Regions from separate parts of the Hordeum vulgare genome. Here regions 2 and 3 are each linked to region 1. A link is a contact called in public Hi-C data. All regions are on one chromosome and are shown on one strand. Each heading gives the region's core, a stretch centred on a gene start, on an enhancer-like site or on the middle of the called end of the contact. The rest is flanking DNA. Distances are from core to core; before and after follow the strand shown.

Region 1 (4,022 bases), core at 176-2,675:
AACAAGCAGAATTGGGCACTCAAGGAAAGGAGGGGAAAAAGAATTAAACTCATGAGCTGATCCCTTTCGCTAGGCCGGCTAGGCAAGTGGGCTGTGGCTGGCTATGTGTTTGTGCTCCTCTCTTCTGCTATTTTTTTTTTCTGTTTAGAAATAAACAAAGAACTACTCCCCCCGTTCCTAAATATAAGTCTTTTAAGAGATTTCATTAGAAGTCTACATACGGAGCAAAATGAATGAATCTACACTCTAAAGTATGTCTATATACATTCGTATGTAGTCTATTAGTGAAATCTATAGAAAGACTTATATTTAGGAACGGAGGGAGTAGAAGACAAGCACAAAGGGGTTTGGAGAAGAGTTTTGAAGTGAGGACAAATTCCCTGGACTACTTTAAATATGTATATTGGGAAGATAATGTTTTGTCATGATGGAATCATATTAATCAAACTCATTTAAATTCAATTCAAATGAGTTAGAACTAGAAGTTCGATTTAGGATTTCTGAAAAATGATGAAAATTTGTGGGTGGCTTTAACAAATGCAGAAAGATTTATGGGAAAGGTTTGGATACTAAACTTGGAGTAGAACTTTAATGTGAATTTTGGAAAAGGTTCAAAATAATTTGGGAAAGCAATCTATACATTTTATCTATATTTGCACCTTTACCCTAGAGAGGAATATTTCTTCGTTTAAACGTGAGACACGAGTCCAAAGTCTGAACCATATAGTTTCTTCTTAGACTCGGGAAATACAGGACATCATGTTATATTAGAAACGTGGATTTTTTTTCGCTTCCGTTACAACGCACGAGCCTTTTTTCTAGTAAATAGAAAAAGAAACAACACAGAAGAAACTTGGCCGCACTGTGCAAAGCTGGAAATGGCCGGGCCAACTAGCCTCCCTTGCATCCGCCCTTGTGCGAAACCTCGACCATTCGCCGCAGCAAGCGGCGAATAGGATTTTCCCTCCTGAAAGTCTCTCGATTATAGACGCTGGACCTGAGCCCATGCGGCCTCGCAATTAGTAGGTCAGAACCAGCCCAGCTATCTACGAGCAGTAGTGACGTTTACGCATCACCGAATGAAATGAATCAATCGTATGGCCCGTCTGTTTCTCCCGTATGACAAGCCCGCCCCACCGGAACGTGGGCCCACCTGTCATCCAAGGAAACATCGGGGTGGCACAAGCGGCTCTGCTCCAGTGACGAGCCGGAACGGGATTCCATCCCCCCAAAGCCGAAAATTTGGAGTTCGAAAATCGAAAGACGCGAGCCGTTCCCTCCCAAAACCAAAATCCCGAAATCCTCCCGCGCTCGCCGCTCCCACAAAGCGCCCCCAATCCAAACTCCATTCCCAGATCTCGAGCATTCCTCTCCACCCCTCCCCTCCCCTCCCCTCCACCCAAAATTCTCGATCTCGATCCCCCCTCGTTGATGCGCCAATGGTGCGGGAGCTCCGCGCCGACTCCTTCTACGCCCGCCTCCGCGCCGCCGCCGCCGCCGCCGCGGCGGCCGCCTCCTCCCCGCTGCTGATCCTCCCATCCGCGGCCGACGCCGACTCCCTCTGCGCGCTCAAGGCGCTCGCCCACGTCCTCTCCGCCGACTCCATCCGCTTCTCCATCTACCCCGTCGCCTCCGCCGCCGCCGCCGCCACCCTCCTCGCCTCCTTCTCCGCGTCCCAGCCGCTCTGTCTGCTCCTCATCAACTGGGGCGCGCACCGCGACCTCCGCGGCATCCTGCCCCCCGCCTCCACCGCGTTCGTCGTCGACTCCCACCGCCCCGTCCACCTCCACAACCTCGCCGCCGCCAACGACCGCGTCGTCGTGCTGTTCTCCACCGACGACGAGCACACCGCCGACCTCTCCTATGATTTCGACGTTTCCGCCCTCGCCAACGCCTCCGACCTCACCGCCGACGGGGACGCCGACGAGCACCTCCGTGTCTCGGAGGAGGACGAGGACTCTGACGCCTCCGACTCCGATTCTGATGCCGAGGGAGGGAGAAGGAAGAGGCGGCGGCTCTCGGACGATGGGGAGGAGGCGGACGGCGACCCGGAGAGGCTGTTCGGCAAGCTGCGGAGGGAGTACTACCGCCTCGGCACCTTCCACGGGAAGCCTTCGGGGTGCCTCATGTACGAGCTCGCCCACGCGCTCCGCAGGAACACCAACGAGCTCCTCTGGCTCGCCTGCGTCTCCCTCACTGACCAGTTCGTCCACGAGCGCATCACCAACGAGCGCTACCAGGCTGCCGTCATGGAGCTCGAGCAGCACATCAATGGATCAGGCAACCTCGACCCGTCCGGCCTCGGGTCGGTGGTGACGCTCAAGGATGGAACCAAGATCCGGGCGCCGGAGGCCTCCCGCATCGCCTATGAGGACGAGCCAAGGCTGATGCTGCTGCGGGAGTGGAGTTTGTTCGACTCCATGCTCTGCTCCTCATATGTCGCGACCAAGCTCAAGACCTGGAGCGACAACGGGCTGAAGAAGCTGAAGCTGCTCCTAGCGAGGATGGGGTTCCCGCTCGCCGACTGCCAGAAGAGGTTCCAGTACATGAGCATGGAGGTCAAGCGCAAGATGCGCGATGAGTTTGATCGGTTCCTGCCTGAGTATGGGCTCACTGAGTTCTACTACCGGAGCTTCCTGAGGGTGCACGGTTACAGGTCCAAGGTGTCTGCTGCGGATGTTGTCTATGGCGTCACAGCTTTGCTTGAATCCCTCAATGCCGAGTCCAAGGACTCAAAGGAGTCCTGTGCTGCTGAGCAATTTTGGGTTGCATACTCTGCGTTGTCGCTGAGCAATGTGGATCAGCTGCGAAAAGGAATGCAATCTGCAATTGAGATACAGATGGCGATACTGAGGCAGGGAAGCTCAGCCATCACCAAGAGTGGATTCATCCGGAGTGCTAAGAAGTTCCGGTGGGTGAAGCTTGATGATCCAGTGGACACTGCTAAGCTGTGCCATCCACAGGCGCTTACTAAATTCTGTTTCTTCCTGATGGATGCACTAAAGGAGAGGGGTGCAAGGATGAAGCCACTAATCTGTGCCTGCTTAGCAAGGGAGCCTGAGAAGGTGTTGGTCATTGGTGTATGTGGGAAGCCAAGGCTCGGGGCAGTTCAGGGGAACGCGTTTGGTAATGCATTTAGGTCAGCGGCAGAGGAGATCGGTGCAGATTATTTCCATGACATGTTTGAGTCATCATGGATTGTTCTTGATGTTGTTGCTGTCAGTTCTTTCATGATTCGGTTAACAGAGAAGCTTTGATGCCATGTGCTCGCCCCACGCTGATGATTCTTTCATTCCCAAGATGGGAAATCCGAGGCTTGTGCTCTCTAAATAAAGGAGGTTGACTAGTTGATGATGGTGGTGCATGCCATGTTGCTCACCTGATATTTTCACCAAATTACAGATAGCAGCCTGACAAACATTGTAATTTGCAACATCTGAGTTGCTTGGCAATCATGTTTTTAGTGATAGAGGAGAGGCTGTTCCACTCTCCAACTGCCCCATTAGCAAAGGATAATCCATCAGATTCAGATGCCAACCTGATTCTGACCTACAAGGGGCAAGGTACACTTGCTTACTGGTTTCTCTACCTGATAGAATGGATGTTAGTATCTGTACTTGCATAAGCATGCAGCTTTTATTGTAGGATAATGTTGTATTCGTTTCTGTATCAATAAAGTTGTTTCAAGTTTTTAGTGTGCAAACTAACACGCGTTGCTCTACTCTATGTTACCATTGTCTACCTGACAGAATTGATGTTTGTAAACAATTTTTAGCTTAGCTACTTAAAATCATACTTACAAAGTTTCATACCATTCTTACAATGAGAGCAAGCAAATTTGAACAGGACTTCTGTTACAGAGGGCCAATTTATCATGTCTTTCACAGGGTTATGGACTTACTGTGATTTTTCTGCCCAAATGTCCTGAACCTGTAATTAATCTGAACTCTGAAAGAACAAGTGTCATAGGGTACTTTACAAGACATCTAACTTGCAACTGGGGTGATTCAGAGGCCCTGTTG
Region 2 (4,502 bases), core at 1,092-3,591, 530 kb before region 1:
CAAAACAGTCTAACTAGGTTCGCAGGTCTGAAGCAAAACGGTACTCATGGGTCTTAAAACACAGCGATGTCACAACAAAGCATTGCCATCAAGCTGGGAGCCCCCGCTATTGGCTCTACAAATCTCTACCTGGTGCTAGGTATCCAACGCATAAAATGCAGCAAGGTTCGAAAATACATCTTCCCAACTGCATTACATTTCCTGCGATTCACATCATTCAAGAGAAAAACGAAGGCACACGCAAAATGAAACAAGAATTCGGTCAGGTAACCTCACGAACATGTTACCAGGTGATTTCTGAAACAGCAGGAATGAATTCTGTATCACAGCTAACAGCTACAGGGCTAAATCCTTGTAACATCAGATACAGTGGGGGTAAAGGCACTACGGCACAAACACAAATCAAACACTCAGCACACTAGACACAAGAGAAGCACAGCCATTTTGCCACAATGTTGCACCAAGACCACAGGAAAACTGTTCATATTGATCAACCAAAACTACAAGGACATTGCTCAAAAGAACAGAAATACCCCCAAGAAACTGCAACATCTGTTTCAAACTAAACCTCAACACAGTAGTAGAATGCAGTGGATAGTCAGGAATGACAGCATTATTGCACTGTGTTGCTAAGCACCATTTCAGATGTGGATGTTCTACTGTTTATGAACATTCTGAACTACTCGATCCGTCCCAAAATAAGTGTCTCAACTTTAAAATAAGTGTCTCAACTTTGTACTAGCTCTAGTATAAAATTGCAGTAAGCTTGAGACACTTATTTTGGGACAGAGGAAGAATAATACTAGAAATTTTAAAAGCTAACCTAATGATGAAATGCTCTATCTAGGTAACACGGTGATATGTGTTTGACTTACGATTGAACTTAATCTGCCTAAAATCACATACCATGCTTTTCCTATAGGCAAATACTAAGACATGTAAGGAGGTACGCCATGTTTTCATCAGCCAAACCTAACTGAAAACGGATTACACTTCTACCTACAGGCATCAGCTAAACCTGACAAAACAGGAAGATGAACCAAACATTATTTAAAACTTATTACTTGTGCTTAACAAGCATCATTTGCCACTTGTCATCAATATACACACAATATGCAACACCCAAATGAAGATCACTGCTGAACAAGAGCAAAATGGGCGTTTCTGCCGTTTAGTAGTTGATAAAAATGATATCTATTTGCAACAATCTAGCAAAACTGGAAACATAACATCAATATAAGGCAATGACACTAAAAATCCTTAAATTGGGTATCAAGCAAAGTCATATTCCAGCAACTACCAGATACCCTCAAACATCTCACATCACATCCATATCACGATATCCTGACAAGAGCTGGAACAAAGCATCAACATTCTACAAATTGTGAGGTAAAAGTCATCCTAAACGAATTAGTCTGATACTCTTATATACTACTACGTATTAAAGATCCAACGCACCGTTCTACTCATCCGGCTAACTTAAACATAACATCAGTCATCAGGCAACATCATTTAGCATGAAAACTGAAACATAGCATAAAATATAGTGCAAGCACGCAACCATATCAAAATTCCTCAACATAGGTAACAAGTAAAAAAAAAACATAATCGAGCAACTACCGAGTAGCCTTAAACATCGCACATCACATCATACCACAATATCTTGCCAAGGTTCGAAACTAATCATACGGAGTCTAAAAGTGGGGAGGTAAATCAGAGAAAACCACCCAATAGTCGACGATCCTGCAGGCCAATCAACGGTAAGACTTCTGGAACCTCGCTCGGGCGCCGCGACCACCGAACTTCTTGGGCTCGCAGCGACGGGGATCGGCGACGAGGAGGGTACGGTCGTAGCGGGCGAAGATGTCCTTGACCTCCTTCTTGGCGGCCTCGTCGACATACTTCTGGTAGTAGGCGACGAGCGCCTTGGCGACAGCCTGACGGATGGCGTAGATCTGGGAGGTCTTCCCGCCGCCGCGGACGCGGATCCTCATATCGATGTCCTTGAAGCGGGAGCGGCCGGCGAGCATGATGGGCTCGAAGGCCTTGAGGCGGAGCATCTCCGGGCGGATCAGCTCGATGGGGGCGCCGTTCACCTTGATGAGCCCGCGCCCTGGCTTGGTGTACGCGACGGCCACCGCCGTCTTCTTGCGCCCGAAGCACTGGACCGTGCCCGGCGTCGGGCGGGTGAGGACAGCAGCCATGTTTGCGGTGGTGCCTGGTGGGAGCGCGGCAGCGGCAGCGGCGGCGGCGGCGGGATCAGGGGGGAGAGGCGGCGGCGGCGGGATCAGGGAAGAGTGGGCGATTTTATACCTCGGAGGAGTTGGGGTTTATGCAGCTCAGGTTAATCAGTGAAGGGTTGAATGGGCCGAGGTAATATGTTGGGCTTTCTCACGGGCTAGTCATTTGCTCCTCGTGAGAAAAACCCAGACGTGACAAGGCCGAAAATGAATTTATATCCACTACTTTTTTTAGGATAATTTATATCCACTACTTTTTTTGCGGGAAATTTATATGCACTACCTGATTTGCTATTTCTCAACAGCAAAAAAAACTACTACTCCCTCTGTCAACTAATGTAAAAGCGTTTAGATCATTATTTTAGTAATCAAAAACAAAAAAGACTTAAACCAAAAAAAGGAGCTGCCCTAGTACCGAAAAACCATTGCCATGGTAGCCGATCCAGAAGCGATGCTGGATTATTAAACATTTCCCCCTTAAGCCAAAAATGGCTTTGATCACTTCACTCCGATGACACGGATCTCCTCGCAAACTTGGTAACCCCGAGCCTCGGTGAAGATGTTCGCAAGCTACTCATGGAGCTGACGAACTGGGGTGTGACTGAGTCGTTGTTGTTGTAGTCATAGATGAAATGGTAGCACACCTTGATGTGATTTCTCCTATTTGTGGAAGACATGATTCTTGCAAAGTTGAAATGTAGACTTGTTGTCCAAGTGCAGCTGGGCGACATATGGAGCGGTCTTGAGCAGATCACCAAGAAGTCGCCCAAGCCAAACACCATGGCACACCGTTGTTGTCGTGGCGAGGTACTCAGCATGACGAGAGCAGAGCTACACCACTTCCTGCTTCATTCCCAAGGCTAGCGGAGCTTGAGCCCCCTCGAATCAAGCTCTCAGGTTGTGCACAAGCTCTGCCACGGATGCGGGCTCGAGCTTGCCGGCGTTCCGCCTTATTGAGCATTGCGGGCATTAGTTCCCACGCCCACATCCCACCTCCCTAGAAAGGTGTTGTGCGATCTACAACGCTCATGGGAGCTTCCTGGTCACACATAGCGCCCCCCCCTCGAATCAGCCATGGCCCATGTCCGTCTTCGCGTTCTTGGAGTAATGCTCATTGCCCTTGGTGTCTGCGTGGTAGCATACATGCTAGCGGCCAAGGACAACGGCTCACGGCCATTGGCGTCATCGATGACACAACCATAATCCATCTATTTTTTCCTTTCACTTTGTGTTGCGCTATTTTACACAAAGCTTGTTGTGAATTCAACTGCTGACTAGTGCGCTCCTCATCTGGCCTGAAACGATTTTACGGGATCTGTTATGGTATTCACATTAGCATTTTTTTGAATTTATTTTAGCCTTTCTTGTGATGTTCGTTCTATGGGAGAAGACATTTTCGTCACTATGATGTGCGTGTATGATGAGTTCGCCAATCTAAAGATGCTGTGCTCGTTTAGTCTCTCGAATTTATTCATAGAGGTAAGATGTGTGTTTTTTAGAGACAAGTCCATTTCAGTGTCTTTGATTGTACTGTATTAAAAAAAACAATAATGTAAACCGATTTTGCTGAGATTTTGTAGTAGTTGCTTTAACAAGGCTGATGTGTGCCTTTTAAAACTTTGTAGTGAATTTCGTTTCCACTTGGATTCATTTGTTTATAAGAACACATTGCATTCCATTAATTAACTTAATATGCTGGGTATATCACCAGCTACAACTTCTCTTATAAATTCTGGGAATTGGCCCAGCCAGGTTTCTAGGCTGCCACTCCTCATACACGCACCATGCGCAGCTAAAGTGTGAGCCACTCTGTTACATTTTCTACCGCAATATTCAACACCTACAATATTTTAGGCTGCCACTCCTCATACGCGCACCATGCGCAGCTAAAGTGTGAGCCACTCTGTTACATTTTCTACTGCAATATTCAACACCTACAATATTTAAGCCCACGCGCATTTGAAATTCAACATCCTCGAACAAAGACCCCTAGCTGTGAAAGATAATCCTCCGTAGTAGTAATAGCCTATTTTAGTAGCATTGAATCAACATCACCTCATGGCACCCCATCTCAATAGCTATATTAGTTGCTTGTTGCATTGCTGAAACTTGAGCATGCACGGGGTTAGAGCATCTTTAGCATATCCTATATAATTCGTCGACCCGCAAAATAACCGTCAAAATACGGGTCGAGGTGGAAAAAACTATCCGATCAAACCCAAACGCGTTCTACCCGTAATTTTTTTATGGGGCGCGGTAAAA
Region 3 (4,377 bases), core at 388-2,887, 700 kb before region 1:
TACCTAGTAGGAGTATTCTTCCTGTATCTAAATAATTGTAATTGAAAAGAATAGTACATTTGTATAGGTAAACAAATTTGCAATGGCTCATTTTAGGTAGACTAGCTTGTGATCCAAGCAGAAACTTCGCATACGTGGATTCGGAACCGACATTGCAGGGTCACAGAACGGTGTACCTCTGACATGCTTTACAAGAGCATATGATATACAGGCGTAGCTAGCTGGGCGTAAGCTAGCTGTAGCACAAGCTAGCGCACATGTGGCACCGCCCGATCGCTTTCCCTGCCACGGTTGGGTCAAGATCGAGGGTTTGAATCCAAGCCCGGCGGGCCGCCAAATCCAGTTCCACCGGCCAGATAACAGATGGACCTTTGCATCCTGTGGTCTAGCTAGGGCTGGCTGTCAAGCATGCAAGCACGTGCTCCCCCAGAGCTAGAGAATACGTAATAAACTTATACTCTACGAGATTCATTCATTAGTAGTAAGTACTGAGTTTCTACGAGATTCTAAGCTAGCCGAGGCGAGGCGGCTGGCTCGTGGCCTAACCAAGAGAGGCTAGAGCTGACCAATTTCGATTGTTCCATATATGCATGGTGCTATACTTGTAGTACCAAGTGGTATGAACAGCCGTCATTCTTCCATCTCCATGCAGGCAGCAGGCTTTGACCGTTCCATGCCGTGAGAATATTTCTTCTTGTAGAGGTCCTATGTTGCTGCTGCAGGCTTGAATCCGTACGGTTAAAAAAGGTAATAAAAAAAAGTCCTACCTTGCCCAACTAAATTGCCATATGGTCATGAACTGAAGAGGACATATTGCAAGAACGGGCCGGATAGCTGCATGCATGCCCACACCACGAATATTTTGCACTACTCATGCTGATGCTAAGCTAATTAAGTAGTACTAATAACACTTATGTTAGGCTGATGTGGTGCTAGGCAGCTAGCTTCAATGTGTACATGCACGCGTGCTCTGATGTGCCGCTGCACAATTTTATTTTATTTTATTTTTGTCAAAAGAGATGGCAATTACAAAGAAACCGGAGCAAAGCGCACTTGAATCTACACCCATCAACAATTAACAAATCCAAACTGAGTTGTTTATCATATATACTTATATGCTGCGAAATTACACCGTACTATTAGAGCTAGCTAGCCTAACTGCATACCTAGTCTCTCATGGTCATCACAGAACACGCAAACCCCACATGTTTCTTCAAATCAGCCTACCTATCTATATATACATATACAGAAAATGGGACGAGAAAAAGTAAAGGGGATAGTTTCTTTGTCAAAATATCTAGGTGAGAGAACAGTCTATGATTTGGATTTGTATCTTTCTGAGCAACGCTACAAGAGGGTGAAGAAAGTCAAGTGGCCTACCAGACAAGCCTCCCGCCGTCAGTTTTAATCGGCAGCCCCCACACTCGCCCGTCGCTGTCAAGATAATCGCTGAAATTAAAGCTGCGGGATGCAATTATAATCGCCAAGATTAATGCCCCTGATCACACCTAAATCTGATGTTGCGATGCGAGATGATTAATGAAACCGAGTGAAGAGAGTTCCTTCCTAGGCAAGGTTTTGGTGGACCTCACGAGCCACGGAAAAGGTCGCTGAAAGCATTATAAAAGTTGGCCTCTTGCTCGCTCTCTATCCCCTTCCTATTCCCATTCATCCCTCCGTCCGAGCTCGAGCTTTCTTTCTTTGTGCGCCCAAGCAGAAGCCTCCTTCCTCTTCCATCCTCGACCGGCCGGTCTCACTCCCAGCCGGCTACTGCTTTTCCTTGGTTATAGCTTGCTTGGTTGGTCGAGAGGGGCGGCGAGCGAGCATGGTGGAGAGCATCGCAGCAGGTGCAGGGTCGGAGGAGCAAGGCCGCGGCGGGGGCCTGTCGCTGCCTCCCGGGTTCAGGTTCCACCCCACCGACGAGGAGATAATCACGTGCTACCTCCTGCGCAAGTTCCTCGACCCTAGCTTCGTCTCCCGCGCCGTCGGCGAGGTCGACCTCAACAGCTGCGAGCCACGAGATCTCCCAGGTACGTAACAATTCACTTCTTCGATCCGCCCCCGTTCATCATCGTCATCCTCCTCTTCTTCCATGCACGGGCTGCTAGCTGATCGATGCTGTTTTGATGTGGAATTGAAGGCAAGGCCAACATGGGGGAGAAGGAGTGGTACTTCTTCGTGCACAAGGACCTCAAGTACCCGACGGGCAGCCGGGCCAACCGCGCCACCAAGGAGGGCTACTGGAAGGCCACCGGCAAGGACAGGGAGATCTTCAAGCCCCGCGCCCGCGAGCTCGTCGGGATGAAGAAGACGCTCGTCTTCTACACGGGCCGAGCGCCCCGCGGCGCCAAGTCTGAATGGGTCATGCACGAGTTCCGCCTCCAAGGAAAGTCCAGAGACCAAACCATGAACAATCCCAAGGTCAGCCTCTCCAACATTCCACTTTGTTAACTACTAGATTAGTAATATTATTAGGTATATATGCACTGAACATTCCATCGGAGCGTGAATTGATTTGATTTGTTTCTTTTCTTTTTCGTCTGTGTTTTAATTTGATCGGTCAGGACGAATGGGTCGTGTGCAAGGTGTTCAACAAGAAGGGGGAGGCCAAGGCGGCGAGGGACGCCGACGTGGACGCCGAGTACTCCGCCGTCACGACGCCCAACGCCAGCTCGGTCGTCGACGCCGGCGAGGGCGCTGGAGACTTCACCGACTCCATGTTCACGATCGACCCGCTCTACATCCCCAACTCCGACGAGTACACAAGCAACCAGCTGCCGGCCGAGACGACCACCACCACCAACACCAACGGTGACCCGCCGCCGTACAACGCCGACTACTACTACCCCTCCGTTCCTACTACAGCTGGAAGTTTCAACGTCATGTCTAACTACAGCTTGACCAACGCCCCAAGCAACGCGCAAACGGCCACCGCCATGGCCAGCTCGGTCCCGGCAACAAGCGGCTCCTCCTGGCAGCACATGCTTATGAATACGGCGCCGCATGGCGGGATGGTGATGGGAAGAAGAAGCTACGACGTCAACCTCCATGAGCAGCAGGCGATCATGGTGAGAGCCCTAGGAGGTGCCGTTGGCGCCCAAAACTTCGGTGAGCCGGCCAACGGTCTGCAGTTGCCGAGCTCCGCGGTGACCACCGGCAATGTTTTGCCTCAGCAGGGCAAGCTCGGGAGCTACGACGACGGCGGTGAATTTCCTTATGGGAATTACGACCTTGCTTCTGCCGCTATGAATGGACGCCCAGCTGCTGCTAACAATCCTGGTGCTCGGTTCTACTGATCGAATGTTCATTGATTGTAGTAATTTTGTTGGTTGCTTCATTGATTAGATCGATGTTGATTATATGGAATATGGAGAGAGATTACAGTCGTTGCATTAGCTTGTTTTAGGATTTTGTAAAAAGGACATTATATTGTTTGTTGTGAGTTAACTATATACTATATGTTGCTTCTTCATTGAGCTCATGTTGTCGCATGGCAGTAATACTCGGGTGCCTAAATTTTTGTGGGGATCTTTGAGTAATTTGGGTAATAGAACTCAGGTGGTGGGAATCCTTTGACCAAAATATAGTTAACCATATGAGGATAGTATAAGTATCTCAAGAAGTCTGTTGTTAGCTATTTTAGCAACACGAACAATTCTTGGTAATTTAAGTAATATTTGAAGTGGAGAGGAGATGAGCATGGTTGGATGTTGGTCCAAATTAAGAATTAGAGAAATATAGTATGAAATTTCAGCCAACTTGTGGTTTTGCAAAGTTTTTCTTTAGGTTTTGTATATGTGTTGCGTTTGTAGATGGCTCTTCTCCATTGTTAACCACTCCTTATTCCTTGTATAATAATATAATAAGGACCTCGGTCGTCTATACATACAGGCTGTTTTTGTTGAATCTTGATTCTCCTAGTCGTGTCCTTGTTTTGCCTTCTCATCCAAAATAATTAACAGGTGTTTGCTGTTGATTAGATCGTGGTAGCTCATTCTGTTCTCTAGCTAGCTACTACCTACAGATGGGTAACCAAAGCAGCCAGTCTACCTCTAGCTAGCTAGTGCATGCATGTGTACGTACGTTATGTTCTTAGGCTGGTCATAGTGGAGACTAACATAGTAGTAACATCACACATTACAATGCAAATTTGCTTATGTGGCAGTGAGTTAATGAGGAGAGAGGTGCTTGTGGTAACTAGTTATGTTACAGTAACATCACACATACCAATACAAAATAAGTCTATATCCTAATTAATATGACATCCCACAAATGTTACTACCCACTATGGAGGTAGTAACATAGACCAGTAACATGTGCATGTTACTTGGCTAAGTTACTCCCCACTATGAGCAGCCTTATTGGAAGAAAGCAATG

What was found. Hi-C and Micro-C count contacts between places; a contact is called where the count stands out from the background.
Region 2: a contact with region 1 is called in a Hi-C map of seedling, with 8 times the contacts expected there. The contact joins the promoter of LOC123395745 here to the promoter of LOC123452042 in region 1. A contact is called at or near these places in 2 of 6 Hi-C or Micro-C datasets (leaf and seedling).
Region 3: a Hi-C map of seedling shows a contact between it and region 1, with 6 times the contacts expected there. The contact joins the promoter of LOC123395885 here to the promoter of LOC123452042 in region 1. A contact is called at or near these places in 3 of 6 Hi-C or Micro-C datasets (leaf and seedling).

What each region holds. Positions count from the first base shown.
Region 1 is chr5H:314,767,121-314,771,142 of MorexV3_pseudomolecules_assembly, reverse strand. LOC123452042 (cell division control protein 45 homolog) reads left to right here and starts at 1,425. Exons shown (of 1, transcript XM_045128616.1): 1 at 1,425-3,703. The coding sequence starts at 1,440. The coding sequence ends at 3,257.
Region 2 is chr5H:315,297,403-315,301,904 of MorexV3_pseudomolecules_assembly, reverse strand. It overlaps LOC123395745 (40S ribosomal protein S16), which reads right to left and starts at 2,341. Exons shown (of 1, transcript XM_045090774.1): 1 at 1,512-2,341. The coding sequence starts at 2,204. The coding sequence ends at 1,755.
Region 3 is chr5H:315,471,479-315,475,855 of MorexV3_pseudomolecules_assembly, reverse strand. It overlaps LOC123395885 (NAC domain-containing protein 77-like), which reads left to right and starts at 1,637. Exons shown (of 3, transcript XM_045090914.1): 1 at 1,637-2,030; 2 at 2,141-2,421; 3 at 2,565-3,476. The coding sequence starts at 1,826. The coding sequence ends at 3,296.